Regions from separate parts of the Mus musculus genome. Here regions 2 and 3 are each linked to region 1. Evidence: chromatin contacts called from public Hi-C and promoter capture Hi-C data. All regions are on one chromosome and are shown on one strand. Each heading gives the region's core, a stretch centred on a gene start, on an enhancer-like site or on the middle of the called end of the contact. The rest is flanking DNA. Distances are from core to core; before and after follow the strand shown. Region 1 overlaps Lrpprc (leucine-rich PPR-motif containing). Region 2 holds the start of Lrpprc (leucine-rich PPR-motif containing). Region 3 overlaps Dync2li1 (dynein cytoplasmic 2 light intermediate chain 1).

Region 1 (2,953 bases), core at 260-2,759:
AGCACGTTATAACTGCACAGATCAGTCATAGATTGTCTCATCACAAGACAGTGAGAAGGATATTGTTTCCTACTTTGTTCAGGAAGGCCACAGAATTTCTTTTCTCCCCCCCCCCCCCCAAAAAAGTGCCCTTTTCTGAGGATTCTAGTATTGAGTATTTTCCAAATATATGGTGCCCGATGAAAAGAAGTCTCTGTTAGCCATGAAAGTACAACTTTTGGTGTATGATCTTTTTATTTTTTTTCATCTCCAAATGTCATATGTTGTCTTTGCTTCATATTCTAATGCCCTCTGTGATCTATAAAGCCAAAATTATAGCATTTTATATCTATATAACTAGGTTATGTTACATGATAGGCTTTGAAAATTATTAGTTATTAATCTGCTTATAAATATAGTCCCTTTTTTCTGAAGTATTTGCATGAGTATCCACATGAGTTAAAACGGACTGCAATTTTATACAAGTAAATACTTTATTGTGATTTTGTTTTCATTTACAGTAATAAACTTGATGCTGCCATAGAAAACATTGAGCACCTGCTTGCTTCCGAGAACCAAGCCATAGAACCTCAGTACTTTGGCTTGTCGTATCTATTCAGAAAAGTGATCGAAGAGCAGATGGAACCAGCGCTAGAGAAGTGTGAGTTGCCTTGCTGTTAAAAGAGCGTAGAAGCTCATCTTTGTCTTGGGTGAAATTGGCCCAGACTTCTTTGGCCCGTGAGCCATTCCCGTTTAGTGAACGCTTTTCCTTACCTGTGTTTCTTGCAGTAAGCATCATGTCTGAGAGAATGGCGAATCAGTTTGCACTTTACAAGCCCGTCACTGATCTATTCCTGCAGCTTGTGGATTCAGGCAAGGTGGATGAGGCCAGAGCTCTCTTAGAGGTAATGACTCCTCATCGGGACTCGGAGCTCATGAGAATTGAACTGGGAGAGGACTAGACCGGAGTGCACGGGATGGATGAAACTCCTGCTAGAACCCTGAAGTTCAGTGTCAATCCAGATTGCATGACGACCCTGTGGGCTGTCTATTGCCAGTTTTAAAGATGTCAGGTCGAACTGGAAATCCTAGTAATTAAGACAGGCGTCGAGTAGGAAACTGAGACAAGTGGTTCTGCAAAGATGGCTAATGCAAAGCATCAAATCCTTTGGTTTCCTAATTTCTTTAATGCTCTAAATACTGTGCATCACCATGGCAACACAGTTTGCAAACAAGAAGTAGGAAATGTTTGCTTTTCACGTACAGCTTCTCACTTGAATACTCAAACATTCTCAGTGCCTTATTCAAGGTTTATTAAGAGTTGAATTTGCTTTCTATTCACTAATGTGTCACAGACACATTAAATGACAAATGTGGCTCTCTCTGTGGCCCGCACTCAGTTAAATCAGCAATCTGGAGGAGAGGAGACGACTGCTTTCATGCCATTTTAACAGCTCTAAATAGAAAGCTGTGCCAAGCGCGCTGGAGCGGTGGGTGATCCGCCGCCGCTGGCAATGTACACAAACAGGCACCGCCGGGGGCCCCTTCCCAGCAGGTGGCAGTCAAACAGTCACGGTGATCCCGCCAGCGGCTGTGTTTGTGTAGACTCCCTGTGTCAAATTGAGGCCTGGGACCAATTTCTGATTGTAAATACTGTTATGTTCACTTCCGCTCCTACCAGCTGGGAGGAGTCAGTGAAGATGTGGACGGCACGCTCTAGCCACTGGCTTGAGCTCCAGGTTTGATCCAAGTGTGTCTAGCTTGACAGCACAAGCCACGCCACTTACAGAGGCGTGTCTGAACATTTTCCTCTGCTTTAACAGATTGCTTCTGTTTGGTTTGGTTTGTTTACTTCCTTTGTAGGAAATTGGACAGATAGTTTTCTGGGAATCTTCATTGTTCTCTCAGGCAGCCTTTTATGCTTTATCTCCCTGGGTTTGGTGCTAACAGGTTACCCTGGGCTGTAAGCAGATACCTAGTCACACTGGTGAAGGTGTTCTTTCACCTTGAACACACTCTTCTAATTGTTCTCTAGAGGAGGACCTTGCTGGCTCTACCAGCTCATTGTGAGCCACCATTTTCATGCCTTCCAGAGAAGTAGAATTGCCAGCAGCCATGCTCAGAGCTGTCTCCAGCAGCCGTACCACACCTTGGAGCTCTTGGTGGTGGCTGAGTGCAGACCTGACAGCAGCCGCATCTCTGCCTGCCACACAATGAAGAGCTGAGCTTCTCTAGTGAGGAGCGCTTGGCTCCCGGGTGTTTATGACGCCAATGTTGTGTGTGTCCCAGCCGTTTTTTTGTGCTGTTCATCTTAGCATTGACAGTGTTGTAAAGCTTTGAGCAAGCACTGTGCTGTCAGAAACGTGGAGGATGACATCTGCGATGATGTAAACTAAAATATTGTCTTGCCAGATTTCATTTGACTAAAGCATGTAGGACTGGATAGACACTTGATTTATCTGGTCTGTCATAGAAACTTTGTTAGTATAACTTTTGTCTCTTTCTCGAGCACTGGCTGTCTGTTGCAGTGAAAGCCTTTTATAACTGCAGAGATTGAAATCAGTCCTTTTGTATGCATAAGTGTAGGTAATTATACTTTAAAGAGAACTTGCTTTGTACATTTTAATTTTTATAAAGAAACGAGCAGTTATCTCCCTGACACCTTATTAAATGTATAATTAACCTTATGATCCCTAGCTCACTTGTGAATGCTTGGCAGAGTAATTGGCGAGGAGTGGTGGTCCTTCCTCCCTCTTTCTTTGCAGTCCTGAGCCTTGTTCTGTGCTTGTTGAAGCATTAGTTTAATTTTTCCCTTTTCTCTTTAAACAAACTTCATCCCTGATGCAGAGAGCCACACTCACCAGGGTTGACACAGCTCGCCCATCGCCCCCTTTCGTGCCTAAGTAAACCTGGCCAGATGCTGGGCTCCTGGTGGGCATGGTGCGTTGCTGTGTCACCGGGAACTTCCTTAATT
Region 2 (2,953 bases), core at 320-2,819, 81 kb before region 1:
ATGCTGACAATTAAGAGCACACTTCACAACCGAGGAGTAGAGTTTTAGGAGTAAACCCTTAGAAAGTCCATCATCATAATTACTTCCACCAACCTCGTTTCACATTTGCATCCAGAGCCCTAGCCTTCCTTGGGTGTGGCAAATGCCTGGACTCTCTGCATTCTGCTGGTAGGTTCGTTTCCCAGCAACCACCACAGCAGCTTGTATCTGTCTCTAACTGCACTCCCAGGACATCTGAAGCCCTCTCCTGACCTTCAAGGGCACCAGGCACACTTGTGGTTACACACATACATGCAGGCAAAACACTCATACACATAATAAAATAAATATATTTTTTTAAAAAAGCAAATGATTTTGCGTCACACCTACACTCAGTGGGACCCAGTGGTGTCATTCACATTCAGGGTGGGTCTTGCCACTTCAACTAATCCAATGTAAAAACTCCCTCACTGGCTTAAAGTCTGGTTTCCAAGGTGATAGTAAATCCTATCAAGATTAATCACCACAGACCGTAACCTACCTTAATCTTTTATTTATATCACAATTCTTATGTTTCTTTAGATGTACGGAATTTTGTCTAAATTGAGATCCCCCCCCCCATGTTGTATTCCCAGCATTCCAAATAGTGCCTGACACAAAATATGTGCTCAATAAATAGTACTAATGCTGAATGAGAGAATGAATTATATTCTATCATAGTGCTCTATAGTAACTCAGAGTAACTTCATCTTGCAGGGCGGTATTAGCTTCTCCAAAAGAAAGCTAAGCCAAGTTAACTCTGAACGTATATCCATTCAATAAATGCTCAAAGCACGAAGTGTCTTCAACTGATCACGAGCTTCCGCCATAAAAGAGGCTGCATTCTCATTCTGGGCACTCTGAAGTTTGTTGGCTAGCAGAAGAAACAGCCACATGGGAAAACTTGCAGAGGGAGAATTTGACTGTTCACTTGGTAGCAGTCAAGGAATAACTAAGTAGAGTGGAAACCTGTTCCCGGGTTCACACGAGTGCACAGGGAACCCTTTCAGTATGCGAGCTCTGTGAGGGCAAGAACTTGTTTTCCTAGCTCCAGACCTATCCTCAGACAATTGCACCACTCACTACCTTAGTTGCTTAGTGCATTAACTGGAAGGAGCGGGGCACTGAGAAAAAGAAACTTCAACCTTGACATTTAAAATTATACGACCTTTATTAGAATCCATTGATTTCATGAAGCGAGGCACTTAGGATGAGTTCTGTATATTTATCTACCCCATCCCCAGTCACACAAATAGCATGTAGCTAACCTGGAGGTCCACAGCCTCCCAGTTCTCTTCGTCAAGCTTTTCTCTGGCCGCCGTTTCTGAGAGCTACGGCAGGAACTACGTCACTGAGCAGCTAGGGCAGCGGCTCGGTAGCAACCGAGGCGCAAGGCTGGAACGTCGTAGGCACCCCGGGATCTGCACGGTCGGCCCTTCCCAGCAACCCTCGGTGTCGCTCCTAGTTGGCCCCCCACAAGCCCTTGCGCGCGCATGGGCGGAGCCGACCTCTAGTGGGCTCTACCAACTTCAAAGTGGAGGGGTGTTGTCGCCAGGCTCGCTGAGAGCCGGGGCGCTGGACAAGGGAACAGGGACACTGTGAACGGAAGACAAAAAACAATGTATAGTAAAACAGAAGGCGGATCCAGGGTATCCCGCGAACTCGGCTTGCCTCTCCCGTGAGCCTTGGCGGGGATCTGCCTCCTCCTCCGCTGGACGCCCTCGGTCCTTAGTTTGTCCCACTAGGGGCGACCGGGTCGTCACGTGCTCCTCCAGGTCCTCTGCAGGAGCGTGCATCCTATCCTGCCTTGGGTACGCTGAGCCATGGCAGCCCTGCTGAGACCCGCGCGTTGGCTGCTCGGGGCCGCGGCGGCCCCGCGCCTCCCGCTGTCCCTGCGCCTCCCTGCGGGCGTCCCGGGCCGGCTGTCCTCCGTCGTCCGGGTCGCGGCTGTTGGTAGCCGGCCGGCTGCAGGGTGAGTACCGGACCCTTCCTCCTGACTGGCTGCGGTGGACGGGCTGGTGTCCTGCTCGTTTGCTCCAATTCCGTGGTCCCGGCTTCTCAGGCATGAGGCCACCCCCTCCCCCATGCTTTGCCAGTGGTTTGGGGTGACAAGGTTGAGAGTCTTGAGAAGGTCATGGTCGAGGGCATGGCTGGCTTCCGGCTTGCTGCTTGAGGTCTCTGCCTGCTCTAGCTTTGGAAAGGCCCGTGAAGCTCAATGGCTTTGGGGGAGTGGATGGGGCTGAGGTGGGGACAGGCGTTGTGCCTTTCCTTAGGAGTACCCTTCCTGGGTGCTCTCGCACGCTGGTGACCAGTAACCTGCTAGTCTGTAGTCTTACGAGGCTTTGGTTTTTCATTTTCTTTTTCTTGGGATTGGGGTTTGAAGTTCTAGTGATCTAGGGATAGTTTAGAACTTGACATTTGATCATGGCCAGTTCGGGTTTTTGCTTGCGTTGTGCTGAGTGGAATTTTCCTTCAGTATTTACACAGATGTCATGGGTTGGAGATTGTCACACTAGAATGGATTAAAGGACGCGTGCAAGGTGCTCTGTTGGGATCTATGTACCTACTGCAAAAACAAGTTAAGTTCCTAGTTAGTGTCATGTATTTTTGTGAGTATATGCCTTTCTGGATTGAGGTTATAGGGAAACAAGTATGTTCACTTAAAGAACATAGATATTCTTGACAACTGATAAAGGAAGGTTGGGTGCTTAGGTTTTAGTACCGGAAAGAAATTGACAGTTGTACACCCCACACTAGAACTTTGGGGTCTAGCAAACAGACTTAGGAAGTATGATCTGGAGTGGGGAGCCATGGACTGAGGGTGCTTTGGCTTATTTGCATTAGGCTATTGGACAAATCACTCAGCAGCCCAGGCCTTAAGTTTCTTTAGGTACACAGGTGGACACCGTATAAGGTTAGGACTATTTCATGAGAT
Region 3 (2,953 bases), core at 299-2,798, 67 kb after region 1:
TGTGTATTGCTATGTCCTCAGGAATTTCTGTTTACTTCAGAAAACACCTTTTACTCTCGTCATTGATGTTGACCATATTTTCTGAAATAGAGTTTGCTATGATATTAACTTTCACTTTGTGCTATATTTTAAGTGTGAAGCCAGAAATGGCAATTGTCATAACACCATGGCGCCCATTCACTTTTGTGGTCTGCTACTCTGGTTTGTTTGTTTGTTTGTTTGTTTGTTTGTTTTGTTTTCCAAGACAGACTCTCTCTGTGTAGCCCTAGCTGTCCTGGAACTTGTTTTGTAGACCAGGCTGGCCTCGAACTCTGACATGCCTGCCTCTGCCTCCTGAGTGCTCCACCCGGCTACTGCTGGGCTTCCCTACAAGGACATCATCTTTAAGGGGCTTCTCATTTATGTAAAGTGCGTGCTGCTTGGCTGAATTTGGTCCTGATACTTTGTAAGACACAGGCGCACAAACTATGGACACTAGGAAATGCTTCTCTTAGTTTTCTAGATGATGACATTCCAACTGTATCTAAAACCTTGTGCTGCCACCACAGCAACTCTAGGACTTGATAGTTTGGGGATGGCGGCGGGGGGGGGGGGGGGGGGGTGTCACATGACAGCCACTGAATGAATGCAGACGCCTGTTGCTGGGGAGGCAGCTGACTCTCAGCTCCTGCTTCAGTCCGTAGCTTCAGCCAGCCTCTCCCAGTTCAACCCGGATTTTCATCTTCATTTTACAAAGATTATACAATCAGTGTCAGAACTCTGCTCTAAAACTCCCTTTCTCTTGAGTTATGGTAAGGTTCATCGCAGTGAACACGGCAGATGTCTGACGAGGAGACGTCAGCGTCTTCCCCTTCTCTGGCTCTTTCTGAGGTTTATGAAATTGCTGTAATTTTCCAGTAAACCAGTTCATTTACATCAAACACATTTTAAGTCATGCAGAAAATGAAAGAAGCTGCATTGAGGTACTGTCTCTACTCGGTGTGGCACTGAGGCCAGAACAAACCGGGAAGCTCACCGGATGGTCCTTCTGCACCACGCTCCACATTCGTTGCCGCATCTCGGCCGAAGCCTTGGAGCTTGTCTTGCCCAGCTTCATTATCACCTTGTCTACATGGCTTTTTGTGGCTTGCAACAGATTTTCCATGGTTGACCAAAGATCATTAGGTTTGGAAAGATCCAAAACAAGAACAATAGAAAATGTCCTAAAGAGATAAAACAGCTGTAAACAAAGAGATTCCTCGTGGTAACTGTTTTGAGATGTGAAATGTCCTGAAATTTATCTAATATAGTTACAAAACCCAGCATGCCATTATTCCAAGACGGAGTGAGAGCTCACTTAGAGCCTTGTGTACTCTGGTCCTTCCTACTGGTACTCAGTATGACAGCTAAGAACGATGCAGTTCAGACAGAGAAGCTGAACGCGAATGGTCCGATGATGCCACATTTAGACCTGACTTTACCTGGTGCTCCACAGAAAAGGAGCAAAAATCTCAGTGCCAAGGTCAGCAGCAATGCAATGTATACGGAAGGGAATGGACACACTGACAAGCCTTACTGGGAAGCCAGCGGGCTTGCTTAAGCTTTTTCTAGGCAGTTTCCCTAGATGTGCTGATGCCTGTTTTATGGATCTGAAATTAGAAGCGCTTATTTATATAACTAGTAAGCTGGAAAAGTGCTTTTAAATCAAAGTCGTCTGTTTTCCAGCTATACTTCTCTCTCTCTCTGAAAACACGGCTCTGATTAGCAGAGGACACTGCCATCACCACAGACAGTGGGCTCCACTCCTACACATTAAACATAAATCTAAATCTAAACTCTACAACAAAACAACCCATTTAAAAATAGATTCCAATAACTCCAAAGAGATAGCTGTTGGCCAAGAAGCACATGAAAAGATGCTTGAGGACTGAAGAGATGGCTCAGAAGGTTCAATCCCTGGTTTACAAGCGTCTATGACTCTAGTTCCAGGGGGTTCTGACGCCCTCTGCTGGCCCCTGTAGGTACTGCATGCATGTGGTACACAGATACACATAACATGCAGGCAAAACAACACTACACATAAAATTTTTTAAAATGCTCAACAATTTCAATTATTAGAAAGTTGTCAAAATGAGAGTGTGCTCACAGCCGTTAGGGTAGCTGTTATCTAAGAAAAGACATAGGAAGTAAGTGCTGCTGAGAATACAGAAAATTTAACTGTGCATCAAGGGTATAAAACAGTGTAGCAGCTTTGGAAAACAGTGTGGCGTTCCTGAAACAACACAACAGAAACACCACGTGGTTCAACATTCCATTTCCAGGTCTATGCCCAAATTCTGAAGAATATTTGTTATTTGTGTTTTGAGACCTTGTAGCCCTGGCTGTTCTGGAACTTACTATGTAGCCAAGGTTGGCCTTGAACCATCTGCTTGCCTAGGTCCCAGACTGCTGGGATTATAGGCACGAGCCACTATGCCCAGGGGGAAGCTACGACTGAAACAGGATGTGGATATCAGTGTTCATGGCAGCGGCATCCACGATAGCCAAAGGGCAGAACAGCCCAAAAGTCCATGGACGGATTGATGGGTGAACAGACCGTAGGATATACAGATGGTGAAGCATTGCGCACTATTACAAAGGAGGGAAGTTCAACACATGCTATACTATGACCTTGAGGACATTATACTAAGTTAAATAAACTACAAAAAGGCAAATACTCCATGACCTCATTATATAAGACACCATGGAGTCAAACTGCTAAGAGCCCACAGGAACTTTCCTGCAGGAAGACCACGAAGTCCTAGGAATGAATGTGGTAGTGCTGGCTGTACAACCGTGGACATGTGCTGGCTGTACAACCGTGGACATGTGCTCAAAGCCGCAGAAGACCTCACCAAGACGTACATCAGTGGGAGATGTTATGTTGTGTATATTTTAGCCAACTGAAACACACACACACACACACACACACACA

Evidence for each region. Promoter capture Hi-C pulls out the DNA fragments that hold promoters and counts their contacts. A called contact is a pair of places that touch in the nucleus more often than the background predicts.
Region 2: a contact with region 1 is called in a promoter capture Hi-C map of hippocampal neurons, with 1.8 times the contacts expected there. The contact joins the promoter of Lrpprc here to the enhancer-like site in region 1. A contact is called at or near these places in 5 of 39 promoter capture datasets (the 3T3-L1 cell line, embryonic stem cells, hippocampal neurons and 1 more), 7 of 484 Hi-C or Micro-C datasets (cranial neural crest, embryonic stem cells, nephron progenitors and 1 more), 8 of 115 datasets of contacts at active chromatin or transcription factors (the HPC-7 cell line, the SCID.adh cell line, embryonic stem cells and 2 more) and 1 of 9 other capture datasets (adipose tissue).
Region 3: a contact with region 1 is called in a Hi-C map of cortical neurons, with 1.7 times the contacts expected there. The contact joins two enhancer-like sites. A contact is called at or near these places in 4 of 39 promoter capture datasets (the HPC-7 cell line, cranial neural crest and liver), 23 of 484 Hi-C or Micro-C datasets (8-cell embryo, the AML12 cell line, the HPC-7 cell line and 11 more), 1 of 115 datasets of contacts at active chromatin or transcription factors (embryonic stem cells) and 2 of 9 other capture datasets (adipose tissue and pancreatic islet).

The regions. Positions count from the first base shown.
Region 1 is chr17:84,708,222-84,711,174 of GRCm38.p6, reverse strand. It overlaps Lrpprc (leucine-rich PPR-motif containing), which reads left to right. Exons shown (of 38, transcript NM_028233.2): 33 at 501-640; 34 at 769-884. Among named protein-coding and RNA genes, the nearest start is that of Abcg8, 27 kb to the right of the region's middle. Within about 2 kb of position 1,509, at least 35 of the 459 cell types and tissues checked have an H3K27ac peak or open chromatin away from gene starts, as enhancers often do. A contact at or near this core is called in cortical neurons and hippocampal neurons, where this site is marked.
Region 2 is chr17:84,789,402-84,792,354 of GRCm38.p6, reverse strand. Lrpprc (leucine-rich PPR-motif containing) reads left to right here and starts at 1,569. Exons shown (of 38, transcript NM_028233.2): 1 at 1,569-1,990. The coding sequence starts at 1,842.
Region 3 is chr17:84,641,121-84,644,073 of GRCm38.p6, reverse strand. It overlaps Dync2li1 (dynein cytoplasmic 2 light intermediate chain 1), which reads right to left. Exons shown (of 13, transcript NM_172256.2): 6 at 1,016-1,202. Among named protein-coding and RNA genes, the nearest start is that of Dync2li1, 16 kb to the right of the region's middle. Within about 2 kb of position 1,548, at least 14 of the 459 cell types and tissues checked have an H3K27ac peak or open chromatin away from gene starts, as enhancers often do. A contact at or near this core is called in cortical neurons, where this site is marked.